5 separate regions of the Mus musculus genome follow, and all the other regions are linked to region 3. The links are chromatin contacts, called in public Hi-C, Micro-C and promoter capture Hi-C maps. All regions are on one chromosome and are shown on one strand. The core of a region is the stretch at or near the end of the contact, and the rest is flanking DNA. Distances in the headings are between cores, read along the strand shown. Region 1 holds the start of Tfec (transcription factor EC). Region 2 holds the start of Cttnbp2 (cortactin binding protein 2). Region 3 holds the start of Capza2 (capping protein (actin filament) muscle Z-line, alpha 2). Region 4 overlaps Tes (testis derived transcript). Region 5 overlaps Gm4876 (predicted gene 4876).

Region 1 (2,831 bases), core at 33-2,532, 740 kb before region 3:
GTGTAGATATGTAGTCCACTGAGTCCATAGCTTTAAAGGTTTCTTTAAATACTCAAGTGTAAACCTCAAGTTTGACCTATTTAAGGTTGCTTCCACCAAATACGGAAAAGATTTAATTCAACAGCTACTTGAAAGTGTCTAGCCACAATCAGCTCCATGTAAGACCCGAGGGAAGCACCCTTCTCGCAGGATCTTGCTGAACTCTCATTCTGTTTTAGCTTTCTTTGTTGACAAAGCCTTTGAGCAGGGAAAAATTGTCAAGTACACTGAAAACTCTTTATCACTAAATGAGGCTTCTAGCAAATAAATTACCAATGAACAACTCAAGCAAAATTAAATATTACCTCAGGTTCATTATTGTTCTCAAAATGTCTATTCCTAATAATGTGGGATAGTATTGATAATCTAGAATAACCACAGAAACAAATCTATGTGCATATAACACCTCTTTATTTATATTTGTGCACATACAGAGAAATAATCCTGGCCCTAATTTTTAGGGCTTTGTTTCAATTTAAAATTATTACTTTAAAAGTTACTGGTTTAGTATACTTGAAATCTCCTAAGCAAAATAATTAGATCTACATATGTACAAAAGGAATACCATAACCTAACCTTGGGAAAAGAACACATGCTAAAATCCTATCTGGTGTTATTATCTGTGAAGAACAAATATTCTTATATATTCTTAACTTTAAAAAAAAACAATAAAACAGACAATGTTTGAATGTAAATTGAAATTAACATTTACTCATAAAATACCATACGATGCAATAAAATGTTAAATTATATTCCAATTTAGTAAATATCTGAAAATATTAAACTAGAAGAAATTCCCTAGGTTATCATAAACTAAAACAGTGATTTCTACATCTTGATTAAAATAGAAATTGATAGCATTCCCGTTATATCTCATCCACATTATAGCGAATCGTAGCTTGGCTGCTCTAAGGTCCTGATACCTGACTACCATGCAAGATGAAACCATAATTACAAGAGAGCTATGCATATTATCAAGGCAAAACAGGTATTGATTGAACTTGTCATCATATTTGTTTAAAGCACAGAAAATTAACCTTAACCTTCCAGTTTGGTTACCTACCAGCACTGATTGGATTCTAGGTGTGTCATCGCGGCTACAAACAGCTCCAAATTACAGCCCCTCGTCTCATAACCTAAGCACAAAAGTCAAGGGTCTGCTCAAGAAGAATAAATGGTTTGAACAGCTTGGAATCCGCTTAGTTGAGGAAGGAGAAAAGAGAAGTCACCCATTAGGGCATTTCCTGGACTCTGGTTGGAATTTCAGTTAAGGAAGAAGAAATGACACAGCAGTTTTAAGTTAAGGCGACTTCCTTTCTTTATCAGAAATGTGCTACTAATTTGAGAAACAGCATTCCAGAAAAACTACTCCAGTGGTGTGACTACAGTAAAAATCCTCTCATTGATGCCGTTATTGCCCCATAATAAACATTTTTCCCCAGAATTTACAATGGCAGTATGTGGTTATTAGCTCAGTGGACTAAGACCCCACAGTTATTGCAACACATTCTGCCTTACAAGTAAGTTTCTTCAGAACACTGTCCTTGCCCACTTTCAGTTAGGAATTACACTTTGACTTAGAATTGTTATTGTTTGAGTTTTTGTTTTAAGACTATTTCCTGAATTTTATATAATGCGAGTTTTCTTACTTCCCAATTTGTTCTCAAAGACTTCATAACCAAGAATAATTGATCTTCCCAAGAAGATTAGACAGAAACATAAAATTGAACTTTGGATGTATATGTGTGTGTGCTTGTGTGTGTACATATATAATATATATGAGTACATATATATTATATATTTCTATATACTATATATTAATGCTATATTATTGCATGTATAGTATATACTACATATAGTGTATATTCTACTATTTTATATATATATATATATATATATATATACAAATAGCTTTCCTCTTGACCCTCAAACCCTCAAAGCTGCCTTTCAAATATCTCTCTTTCTTTCTTTCTACTCAATCAGACATTATTGATGTCAGGAGCTTTCAGCCAGAATCACAAATGACTCTATTAAGAACCCATTTTAGGAGTAAGTACACTAATCTAATTTTCAAAACAAAACATAAATGTTTTCTATACCAGAATTTGATACACTTTTCCTGTAAGGCATATAATAAGAAGCATTTTGAACTTTTGGGGGTGCAACCCATTCATGGCTTCCCAGTTCTGCTGCAGTAATGGCGTACTTACGAGGTCCACAAATGCATGACCACAGCACCTCGAGCTGTTTGTCTCCATTCAGAGGCTCCAGAGAAGTCTGTGTCCCCTGCCTGTGATTTCACATCTTATGTCCTCTCCTAAATCCATTCTAGTCAAGCTCTTAAAAACTACTGAACAGAACACCTCAACTAGGCTTATCAATATTACTACTGGCAGTAATTTATCAGTCCCAACATATTTTCCATATCAACAGCATGTGCTTAATAAGCCTTTAATATCTTCTTCCATTTGTATCAATGCACACTAATAATCAGTCTCACTGCCTTCATTTTCATGCGTTTTCAGGGTACCACAGTAAGACATTCTTCTATATAATTAGATATTCAGGTGTCCTCTTCTGTTTCCTTCTCTTTTCTCTGATTACTAAAATTGAAATACATACAGGATCCTCTTACCTTCTGGACTCCTGACCTTGACTCTGACAAAATCTCTGCTTGCTGGAAAACAATCTGACATTCATTAAGGACAGGCTTTTGCTGTATTTCAAGTCCCAAAGACTCTCCAAGGGCTCATGTGCTCAAAGCTTAGTTCCAGCTTGACATATTAGGAAGT
Region 2 (2,802 bases), core at 193-2,692, 880 kb after region 3:
AAGCCCAGATTCTTCCACTTTCACGATGGGGATTAGTGGTGCCCCTTCCCCTCCCCTCCTCTCGTGTTCTGCCTTTTGCAGCTATCAACCCAAGTACCTTCCTCCACATCTTTTTTTTTTTTTTTTTTTTTTCGTTCCAAGCCAGAGGTGGGAGGAAATTCAACAGCTCAGGTTGTTTACATCTGTTCCTGCCCTCTGCTGCCCAGACCCGGATTTGGATCTGGAGGTGGAAGACACTGAGGGGTTGTCCATGCGATACTCAGCTCACTCAGTCCCACTCCTCCAAAAGAGCTGTTGGATTTGGCCAAGAGTGGGAGGCGCTCCCAGACCTGTCTTTCTTTGCAGGTCTTTGCAGCTTTAGCAAGAGCTGCTTCCTCAACCTGCAAATATTTTCCAACCTGGCTTTGTGGGTCAAGACCCCACAGCAGGGTAAGAAGAGAATGTCTGTGCATGCAGACATTTAGAGTATCAAAGAAGGGAGCAGGTACGAGCCTAAGCAAGTCAAGGCGCCAGGGAAAGGGAACAATGTTTTGACACCGGGTTCAGAAAACCCAGTTCAATCCCGCTTTAGCTAGGGAAGAAGGTCCCTACAGATGACTGAGCGAGTGGCAGTCAGCTAGTACCCAAAGTGCAGGCGCTACGGGGCCTCTCTCACCAGTCTCCCCAAGACACATGAGCCCCCCCCCCCCCCACACACACACACAAAGAGCATCCCCACACCTGCCTAGCGATGGTTCACCTTCCCGCCTCTGCTACCCCAGGTCCCCTGAGAGGTGTCAGGCACCCCGAGACTGGCGTTCGCTCCGCACCCCGGAGAGGTGAACAATGGAGACTGAGATACCCCGCGAGTGAGCAAAGGGGTCACCAGGGACGCGTGTGGTGTCCAGAAGGACCGACAGGCCCCTAGTACCCGGGGGTGGGGGCTGGCGTTTCCCCACTTGAGCCCGCTTCTGGCCCTGGGGACACTACGGGGAAGGGACACACGAAGGGCACACCCCGGGGAAGGAATGGGTAATCAAGGGAAGAGGAACAGGAGAGAGGGGATATCCTGGAGAAGGAAGGGAAACCCTTGGGAAGGGAGACCTCGGGGAGTTAAAGGAGCACCCTAGAGAAAGACAAGGCATCCCAGGAAAGGACCGGGCACCCCTAGGGGAGTGTCCAGTGGGGACCCTGGCACCAACCCCAGCCCGCGTCTACGCGGTTCCCCGCGCCCAGGGAACTCGGTTACCGCCGCCTCCGCCGTGGCCCCCTCCGTGTCACCCGGGGTGCGGGACAAGTCGGGCTCGCAGCTCGCGCTGTCCGTCGCCATCTTCCTGCTCTAGCGGATCCGAATGCGAGCTCGGAGCGGCGGCGGGGTTCAGCTCTCTCGGCGCGGGCGGTACTTAACCCGCTGCTGGCTGTGGCCGCCGCGCTCTCAGCCCGGGAGCTCGGCCGCCCCCTCCCGCCTCTCCGCGCCGCCCCTGCCGCTTAACCCTGTGCGCGCTGGAGACGCGGCGCCCCGCCCACCCGCTAGCCCAGTCGCTCCCACGGGACCAAGAACCAGCACCAGAGATGCGCGGCCTCGCGCTGGTGTCGAGGGGACCAAACACCGGGGGATGCAAAAGAAAGCAAGCTTCCTCCCTCGAGGCGACGGGCTGGCCAAAATCTTTGCTTAGACAGTGGGGCACAAGCCGATCTGGAGGCCAGACTCCTGGATGTGAAATAAATCTAAAATTGAGCAACTGTCCCTCACTTCCACTAGCTCCAATGAGGTGCCTTCCTTAATATTTGCCAGCCCCTGTCGCCTGGACACGTCTATCCTCTTGGTTTGTACACCCGGCTTTGTTTTATCGCATCTTCGATGCTAGTTCTCTCTCAAACCATCAACTGAAAGTCTGAACTCACAGCTAAAAGTCCCTGTCCAGCTGTTTTTAGCGCCCTTCCTCCGCAGGTACCTATCTGCTCGGGTTTCTTTTCAAAGAAGGTGGAATCTCCCACCACCACCCGCCCCAAGCCTGAGGTCTGTTCTGAAAAACCACCAGGTATCCAGTAATGTCTTACTACTTTTGAGAGAACAGGAGTTTCTTTCGTACAGATGAGAACACAAGGATACACACACAGACCTTTGTCAAAAATGATCATATGGAAATGCATGGCTGGAGTTTATATGAATGAGTTAGGCCCAAGCAATTAATCTCCTCTTCTCCTGCCTCTAATTCTGTTCTCATCCTTTCCTGCCAAGTCCCAGAATCTGAAAATCTATCACCTTATTGAGACCTTATGGCAAAGACCTCCCCAAATCTCCAGATCTCTAACATTTTTTTTTTTTTTAAATTTTGTTCATTGAAAGCACATAATCAAATGGAGGCATTCAAACTCTGTCTCCCTGAAGCCAAATCAACGCACCATCCAATCCCACGCTTGATATTCTGGAAGGTGGGTGACTGGAATGTTCAGTACATGGAGTATAGCCTTGAAAACAAGCAAGCAAGCAAGCAAACAAACAAACAAACAAAATGACTAAACAACAAGATCCCAGCCTGCTCTCATTGACAGGACCTGACACCTTAACTGTTCATTTTCCGAACTGGATCCGAATATTGTCAGAAATCAAAGAAAATATTTTCTACAAAGACGTTGAAAGGAATCGGTCAACAAAATCTAGAAAGTTCCCCCTAGAAAGAGCAGTCCAGGAAACACACCTGGAGCCCCGAGGTTAAGGGTCAGAGCTTAGGAACCACCTGCAAGTTACCCAGGCACAGAGTTTCCTTTGTTTACTGTTGGCTGATTTCCTCTGCCTGTGGCTTGTACTCTGTCTTGGTC
Region 3 (2,700 bases), core at 168-2,667:
GATTTAGGAACTATAAAAGAGGGAACTGATATTGACTTGTAGCTCCTGAGGGGTTTGGTCAGACACTGTTCTTTGTTAACTTGCATGCTGTCTCCACGGGTTTGTCTTCAACTGGACACTTTCAGTTCCCGCACATGTCAGCTTCCTCTTCCTGCTCTCTGCAAACGAACACTTTAGTAAGTCACTTAATGATAGTGTTCTTGGACCCAGATAGCTATTTGAGCTCTTTAGGGTCCTCTTACCTGTCATTTACACACAGCTGTCAGATTGACACCGCTGAGCATGTTCGGTTCATGTCGTGACACTGTCCAAATGCCCTCAAGAGCTTCTCACTTTCTAATTATTGAAGTCTTAACTACTAACTAAACTCTTAGTCCTTGGTAAAAACAAAGTGTGGTTTTCAGACGAGTAGCACTCCTCCTTCCTGGGAGCTTGTAAGAAATATAGATTCTCTGGTTTGCTCAGGCCTGCTGAACTAGCAACTCAATTTTATCAACATTTCCAGCTGCTTCCTGTGTCAGCTTTGACTTCAACCTTCCACCCCCCCCCCTTTTCTTTAACTTGAAGCTTCAGTAGTAGAGTTGCCAGATTTAGCAAATAAAAGTAGGAGACATCCAGTAAAATTTGAAAATAATAAATAATGGTTTTAGAATGCTTTAAATCCTTCATGGGACATTTACCTTAAAAATTGGTTGTATGAAATTGAAATTTCTACTGGATGACCTGTAAGTAGTTTGGACAGCCAGTTCATGAGGGTACAGATCCAAGGCTAACTTAACTTTTTTTTCTTTTTTTTTTACTTTCCAGGAGTACAATGCCTTCCCTAACTCAATGTCTAATTAATAGAGGTGAGCTTAAGAGCATTTTCTTTGGGATTTTTGTTTGTTTGGGTTTTTAAATCTACATTTCTTATTCCTAAGAACTAGCAAAATAGTCTTCCTATCATAAAAGACCAATAAATGTTTTTCGGATGAATAAATGAATATATCAAAAGTAATCTTTCAATTATGGACTGGATTGTGTGTGCCTATTTCAATTAAAACAGTATTTTTCCTAATACTTAAAAATGTTTTAAATTGGTACAGCTTTTCACATTTTAGCTGGCAGCGTTCAGGACTTGGTGGGAACAAAGTCATGGGCTCAGAATGTACTCATCGCCAACCGGGTCCATATGGTCATCGTTGACTAGAGAAGGCACCAGACAGAGCAGGATGACAGAAGATAACCATAGCAATCCCACTTTGGAGGCGCTGCGCACGCGCACAGCGGCGCTCAGGCCGGCGCTCAGGGGGAGGGAGGCGGAGCTCCGGGGGCGCGTGCGCGGCGGCCTAGGCTGAGGAGGCGGAGCTCCCAGGCGTGTGCGCAGTGGCTCGGCTCCCGGGAGGCGGAGCTCCGGGGCGCGTGCGCGGCGGCCTGGGCGGCGGGGCCCCTCCCTTGGCGGGGGCGCGCGGCGCGGAAGACCGCTCGGAAAGGGGGAAGTCAGGTGGCCGCTGCTGCCACCAGCGCCACGGTCTGTCGCCAGAAGGAAGATGGCGGATCTGGAGGAGCAGTTGTCCGATGAGGAGAAGGTAGGTGCCGCGGCGGTGAGGAGCCGGGCGGGCGGGAGGGCGGGAGAGGTGAGTGCCGAGGCGCGAGGGCCGGAGTCTGACCCCGGGCGGGCTCCGGTGGTGGGCCGCACGCCTGCGCTTCCCGAGCGGGGTGCTGCCCGGGCTCCCCGAGGCCGGGCCCCTCCGCTCCTTGTAGGGTGTGTGCTCCGAAAATAGGAAGCGGAGCCCGGCGGCCGCGGGCGGGAGCGGGGGCGGCGGGACCCGGCCCTGGGGGTCCGGGCTCGGGAGCGGCCGACGGCGGAGCGGCGCCGCCTGGCCTGGGGCTTTCGCCGTGAGGCGGGCGGGCGGGGAAGACGGCATAGCCGACCCTCACTTTTTCCTGCAGTTTCTCCTCCCCAACGCGAAGTGCTTCCTGGTTCCCCAGGGTGTTTCCTTCCCTCCGGAGGTCGCCGTCTCCACATCCCGCCCCTTCCCCCCCACCCCCCGCCATCTATTTCTTTTATTAATATTGTCATTACCTTTTTTTTTTTTTTAATTGCTGCTCCCATGTTCCCCGGAAGGCAGTATTGTTCACAAAGACACCCCTCCCTCCCATAGTTATTTTCTGCCCAACTTGGCTGCTTCCCCCTCTTGGGGCAGATTTGGTGACATCCCATCTTCCTGATAGGACCAACTCTGAAGAGGGCGAGCGGGTGCAACTCCTTTTACTGTGTGTTAAATGCTGTGACAGCATTAGGACCAAATGCACGACTCAAGTTCTCACATTTGTGATACGAAATCTGATCATTGAACTAAGGCTCTTGCCCATTTTCTTTGGCGACTGAGGAGACCGCGTACCAAGGGGCAAGTAGTGTGAGGGGGAACGCCATACGTTTTGAGTATTTTCTGGAAAAGACCGGGACGTTTTTTTCAAACTTAGACTTAACTGACATATGAGTGTGCTGCCCTTTGGAAATGTCTGATCTTAGCTTGTTTTTAAGTTCCAAATGAAGTACACCCATGTGGGAAACAGAACTCAGTTCTAGTAGGGTGTTAGAGAAACACTAAGGATATTTTCAGTTGGGACCCTCTCCTTTTATACTGCACCAGAATTAGTGTTCTCTTTCTCTTTGGTTGTTCAGAACTCAGCCTCTTTTATGGTTTTGGAAGTGTT
Region 4 (2,700 bases), core at 20-2,519, 550 kb before region 3:
CTTTCTTTGTTTGCACAGTTCTCAGTTTTGTTATTTCTTTAATAACAATACAATTCTCATCATTTTCTTACATTGCTATTACACATAAGCACACAAATGGAAGTGGTCATGAATCCAAGGGTCTGGATTTCATTGTCTAACCAGCCAGGTTGCCTTAGCTGTCAAGGACCTAACAGCTAGGCATCCCTCTTTACTCTTCCACCCCATCCTACATAGCCTGGAAGGCATCCTGAGTATCGCTATCTAACATCATCTCTAGTACTCCTCACCAAGCGTTCTCAAGCACAGAGAACTGGGCACAAGCTAGCCTGTAAGACCTGGGTGACCAAACATAAGACTCATCTCTTTTGTTAAAAAGAAGACTGTGCTCAATTGGGGGTAGTCTGTGCTGAGGGCAAAGGAAGGGAAGACATGTGGAGAGGATTCTGGGTCTCATATATTTCAGGGACTCTTGAACGTGGCATAAACTGGAAAGAGAAATTGCTGCAACTATTAGAACAAATGGGGCTCATGAATTGAAATTCAAAAGACTTGGGGCAGTCTGGCACTGAGCCTTAAAAAGTCTGGAATGGACCTCAAACAGCTCAGGGGTGGGTGGTTTGGGCTCTACAAAATAGAATTGGTAAATTATCCTTCATTCAACTTCTGAGAGGGATGCTGGCACTCCCAGAAGCCTCAGGAGGAACAAATCAGAAAAAAGTTGATTTATTCTTGTAGAGATATGTCCTCTCTAGACAATGTTATTGTATCAAGTTTAGAGTTGCATTCCAGATTGTAACTCAGTCTGGATGCAGGTACATCTGCAGAACAAGGAATGAGAGTGTGGATCACAAAGCTCTTAGAGATTTGTGTTTGTTTGCCGTGATTGAGGTTGCAAATTCTTACCCAATCATGGGGCATAAGATAAGAAATCCTCGCTTGGATGTCAGTGATGCTTAAGAATCGTAGGCCAACATGTAGATATGTAAAAATCGTTTCTGTCATAGGCAGACTAACTCATTGCCAGCCGGAATCTGTCTCATGGCTTCGGTTGCTAACAGTGATTCTGAAAACTAGGTGTTGTTTTTTTGTGTTTTGTTTTTGATTAAGACTTCTTCAGGGCATAGTGTATACTGCTGTGACCTCTCTCTCCCTTACACCTCCCTCTCCCATTAGGGACATTGCTGCTGCCTTCTCTAAGTCTGGGCACCCAGAAAAGATGAAATTATGTGTGTTTGGACAAACCCAGACAAACCCAGATATGTGAGCACACGTATCTTAGTGTTCACGTGTGTCCGAAGATCTCTTGTTCAGCCTGTCTTGTGTTGGTGACCATATTGTTGAGAGTTCATGCGTGCAGCTTCCCTGTCACATCTAGAAGGTACTATCTAGCTGCAGGCATCTGGTCCTATGGCTTTTACAATTCCACCCCCGCCATGTTGTAGGTGTGTCATTGAGTTTGGGTATGCCATAGCCAGCTGTTCTATGCATTTTGTCCAGATGTGGGTTCCAATAATAGTTTCCATCTACTGCAAAGAGACACTTCTCAGCTGAGGAGTGAGAGATACTCTTCTTATAGATGGGTGTAAGAACATGTATTTAGACTGCATGTGTTTAGTCTACTGCTTTAGGAACATGGCAGTAGTTAAGTTCTCCTTTAGTGTCTATGACCTCTTAGCTGTAGATAATTGTTTGGTTTTCAATACTAGGCTGAAATCTCTCTGGGGTGGGTGTAAAGTCCAAGTAGACTGAGGTTGGTTACCCCTCAAATAAAAGTACCACTCTTGCGCCATCGTGAGTATCTTGCCAGGGTAGTCAGTGTAACATCTAGATTTACAGCTGAGGAAGCCCGCCGATTGCTTTTCTCCTTTGTCAGCCCTCATAACCCCTCTGGGTACCATGAAGCTAGCCCTCAGGAAGGAAGCTTCCAGGTAAGTTCCAGAATGTATTGACATTTTCATACTGAGCAAATTCTGAAAACTTTCTGGGTTTCATTTCAGTCACCTGTAAAGAACAGAGGGAAATAGCCTGCTTCCTAAATGTTTTGTGAGGTTCTGTAAGATTTAAATGGTAGAGAAAGTAACCAAGGAGCTAAAGGGATCTGCAACCCTGTGAAACAACAATATGAACTAACCAGTGCCCCGCAGAGCTCGTGTCTCTAGCTGCATATGTATCAGAAGATGTCCTAGTTGGCCATCAGTGGAAAGAGAGGCCCATTGGTCGTGCAAACTTTATATGCCCCAGTACAGGGGAATGCCAGGGCCAAGAAGTGGGAGTGGGTGGGTGGGGTAGCGGGTGGGGGACTTTTGGGATAACATTGGAAATGTAAATGAATACCTAATTAAAAAAAAGATTTAAATGGTATGATACTTTTCCTGGTATTCAACAAATATTGTCATTCCTAAACTCTGTCATACATTTGTTTGTGTCTCAGTCTCTGCCCTCTGATCTCCCTGTACTTGCATTAACAGCACATAAGGGGCAAAGCCATGAATCCATGAATTTTGTGACTTTCAGTATTTGTAGTCTTCTATAAAGTTGTATTTTGATTCTCTTCTTTTCTTGATAAAAGCAATGAGATTATAAAGAATGCTATATATGTTCTCAAAGCTTATGTTTACATGCCTGGGTCAGAGTTGGCTAAACAATGTGAAACTCATAAAAGATTTGTTTGAGAGTTACATCAACAAGAGCGTTAAGTGGAATTAGAGGTGTGATTTA
Region 5 (2,700 bases), core at 5-2,504, 530 kb before region 3:
GAACAATTGCTGGTACTTAGGCAATACCAGAGGTGTCCTCTTTCTCCACAAAAGCCATCATCTTGGATATTAAAAGACATGACAGTGATCTCTGCTTTTCCTGTCCTCCAAACAGCAGTGGGAACTCAAGAGCAGTGGGTTCAGTGAGGAAGGAGAAGGGGGAAATGTCTTGGGGTCCAGGAAATTCAAAGGAAGATGCAGACTCAGCATCAGCTTCTACACAGTGGTCCATGAGAGATGCTTCATACCCTCCCTGGATGCTCATTGATTGTGAACTACTTCAGGGAGGCTGCACGTACACTGTTCATCTCTAAATAGAACAATCTTGGATACAAATAGGATTTGAGAAAGTGATGTTTTGCATATATATATAAATATGTATATATATATATATATATATATATATATATATATATATATATATATGTAATTTCCACTGATGGAATCCCAGTCGCTCAGGTGTCCTGTTGGCCTTCACATTTGGGACATTTTTAACAATTTTTTTTGTTTTTAACTTCTTATTGTATATGAATTATACACCATGCACCCCCAATCCCACTCATCTCGTCACCCCTTTACAGCATCTATATCTCAAGTCCTGGGGTATCTTCTCCATCCTTGCAACCTCCCCTCAAAAAATAGAAATAAAAATAAAAAAATTAAAACCTCAAAATCAAAACAAAACAAAACAAACAACAACAAAAATCTCACTGTGGAAGCTGCAGTGTGTCACAATGTGTCACACGGGTATTCCTTTGGCCAAACCTCTTTACTTCCAAATGTTCATTGCAATGAGTCTGGTTTGAGGCCTCTGGCTTCTGCTATACTATCAATACTGGAATCTCACTGGGGTTTCTCTCAGATATCCTGTTGTCGGTCTGTGTCGTGGAAACTCTGCAGCTTTGGATCTGCAGGACTGGCCCCTTCACACACTCCAGCATTTCACAGATGGGGCAGATGTTGGGGTGAGCATATTCAAAGCCCTGGATCTGGGCCTGGGTTGGAGTTGCTGAACCCATCAGCTTTCCTGTACCCAAGCCACCAGGCTAGGTCTACTGTGCTGCCCAGGTGAAGCGCGGGGGCTTTCTGCTTATTTTAAACAAGATATTACAGATTGTCTCTTTTTAATAAGTCCTGACCATACTGCAGTGTCTGGTCTTTAAGCATAGATTTCCAAATTGACTCAAGTGTTTCAGACGAGTTTCACCATAGGCAAGAGAGTCAGGGTTGAGTCATTCTTAAGCAATTTGTAACACGTAGTGTTTAAGCTCTTCCAACTTTGCTATGGTAACCAAAGAGACACCACCACCCAAGAACAGTTTTAAGTTCTCATCTTAAAATGACCTGGCATATCTGAACTTGTCTTCTGAGTTTGTCTGTAACTCTTTAGAACACTTAAGACTGTCCCTGACTGCATAAAAAATGCCTTTCCTGACCCCTGGTAACTGTTCAATGTTAACTCTTGACTTTACTGAGTGCTTACCTGTGTGAAAAGGCCTGCTTCCTTGTGTTGTGTAGATAGAAGTTTTAGCACACAACCTGACAGGCATTGTGGTTTGATTAATAGGGTGTGTTGTTTTGGTTTTTCATATATTTACCGGTGCTTAAATAACTGTGGCTAATTATTCTGTCCTTTCATGGGAAGCAAGTCATCGTAGCTTCTATTTAATCTGATAATATATTTTGAAACAATCAAAACAAAATGCCATTAACCTTTATGGTTGTTTTGAATGGCATTTTAAATGACATTTATAAAGGCTGTTATTGATCTTTCTTCGATGTGCATTTCCACAGGATGTCTTGCCCTTCACCCAGTAACAAAAGCACCTTCTACCCAGTTACCATTGCTAGTCAACCGCTATTGCATGTAGACACGTTGGAGTCAATTCTCCATAAATAACATCTGACTGAGGACTGGGATACCATGGTAGAATTCAAAAGAAATCTGGGCTTAGGAGTCAAAACAGACACATGGGGAGATCCCATGGAATCTCCTCTCCAGTTACAGCTGGATAGGAAGGAAGGCAAGGGGACTGGATTTTAGGAAGATGGAAAAATCAGCACAAGTGTTGTATGAAAATCCATGTGTTTGTTGAGGTCATCACACAACAACAACAACAACAACAAAAGGGAAGAAAGCATGAGCCAGGGACTGACATTATCAAAGAACGTGGAGAAAATTTCTGAAGTTTAACAGAAAATGGAGACTCATATGTACTCAAAGATCCCACATCCTTGGATTATGTGGGGATATAATCACACACTCCAGCACTCTAGCCTGAAGTGCCCTTTTTCCCTCTCGCTGTACTATCGAATGCTCAAGTAGCTTTGTCTAATTAGTTTGCCCTTTCATTGGGAGCATGCCATTGGAGTCGCTAGTTAACACAATAATTAATTTTTAAACATTCACAACAAAAAATGGAATAGAATGATTGGAAAAGAAATAGGGGGTAAAGTCTAAGGCCGCTATATCATGCTTAAAGAAAACTGTGACTCTCAAAAATCAAAAGAAACTAGTACAAATAAGAGAGACTGCCTAAGGAAAGCAACTACCTACTTCTCAGGCACTGCAACCAACCTGCCTGGGAGGGGCACCAGAGACTTTGAGATAGATCTAGGAGTTCAATTCAGCCACGAAATGAAGAGGCGTTGGTTATAGGGGAGTCTCCAGTTCACAGCAGTTAAGATTTCTGAGTATAA

What was found. Promoter capture Hi-C pulls out the DNA fragments that hold promoters and counts their contacts. Hi-C and Micro-C count contacts between places; a contact is called where the count stands out from the background.
Region 1: a contact with region 3 is called in a Micro-C map of macrophages, with 4 times the contacts expected there. The contact joins the promoter of Tfec here to the promoter of Capza2 in region 3. A contact is called at or near these places in 1 of 39 promoter capture datasets (the HPC-7 cell line) and 2 of 484 Hi-C or Micro-C datasets (bone marrow-derived macrophages and macrophages).
Region 2: a contact with region 3 is called in a Hi-C map of cerebral cortex, with 4 times the contacts expected there. The contact joins the promoter of Cttnbp2 here to the promoter of Capza2 in region 3. A contact is called at or near these places in 1 of 39 promoter capture datasets (cranial neural crest) and 1 of 484 Hi-C or Micro-C datasets (cerebral cortex).
Region 4: a contact with region 3 is called in a promoter capture Hi-C map of the 3T3-L1 cell line, with 4 times the contacts expected there. The contact joins the enhancer-like site here to the promoter of Capza2 in region 3. A contact is called at or near these places in 10 of 39 promoter capture datasets (the 3T3-L1 cell line, the C10 cell line, the HPC-7 cell line and 7 more), 1 of 484 Hi-C or Micro-C datasets (the C10 cell line), 10 of 115 datasets of contacts at active chromatin or transcription factors (CD8 T cells, the NIH/3T3 cell line, acute myeloid leukemia and 6 more) and 1 of 9 other capture datasets (embryonic stem cells).
Region 5: a promoter capture Hi-C map of 3T3-L1-derived adipocytes shows a contact between it and region 3, with 8 times the contacts expected there. The contact joins the enhancer-like site here to the promoter of Capza2 in region 3. A contact is called at or near these places in 12 of 39 promoter capture datasets (the 3T3-L1 cell line, 3T3-L1-derived adipocytes, the C10 cell line and 8 more), 1 of 15 datasets of contacts at CTCF or cohesin (the NIH/3T3 cell line), 4 of 484 Hi-C or Micro-C datasets (the C10 cell line, adipose-derived mesenchymal stem cells, bone marrow-derived macrophages and 1 more) and 18 of 115 datasets of contacts at active chromatin or transcription factors (the NIH/3T3 cell line, acute myeloid leukemia, bone marrow-derived dendritic cells and 10 more).

Annotation. Positions count from the first base shown.
Region 1 is chr6:16,897,159-16,899,989 of GRCm38.p6, forward strand. Tfec (transcription factor EC) reads right to left here and starts at 1,283. Exons shown (of 7, transcript NM_031198.3): 1 at 1,103-1,283.
Region 2 is chr6:18,513,427-18,516,228 of GRCm38.p6, forward strand. It overlaps Cttnbp2 (cortactin binding protein 2), which reads right to left and starts at 1,443. Exons shown (of 23, transcript NM_080285.2): 1 at 1,229-1,443. The coding sequence starts at 1,309.
Region 3 is chr6:17,635,593-17,638,292 of GRCm38.p6, forward strand. It overlaps Capza2 (capping protein (actin filament) muscle Z-line, alpha 2), which reads left to right and starts at 1,418. Exons shown (of 10, transcript NM_007604.3): 1 at 1,418-1,568. The coding sequence starts at 1,530.
Region 4 is chr6:17,083,377-17,086,076 of GRCm38.p6, forward strand. The region is part of intron 1 of Tes (testis derived transcript); the gene reads left to right. The region is part of intron 2 of Gm4876 (predicted gene 4876); the gene reads right to left. Among named protein-coding and RNA genes, the nearest start is that of Gm15473, 19 kb to the left of the region's middle. Within about 2 kb of position 1,270, at least 4 of the 459 cell types and tissues checked have an H3K27ac peak or open chromatin away from gene starts, as enhancers often do.
Region 5 is chr6:17,108,172-17,110,871 of GRCm38.p6, forward strand. The region is part of intron 1 of Gm4876 (predicted gene 4876); the gene reads right to left. Among named protein-coding and RNA genes, the nearest start is that of Gm15473, 44 kb to the left of the region's middle. Within about 2 kb of position 1,255, at least 85 of the 459 cell types and tissues checked have an H3K27ac peak or open chromatin away from gene starts, as enhancers often do. A contact at or near this core is called in 3T3-L1-derived adipocytes, the NIH/3T3 cell line, adipose-derived mesenchymal stem cells and 4 more, where this site is marked.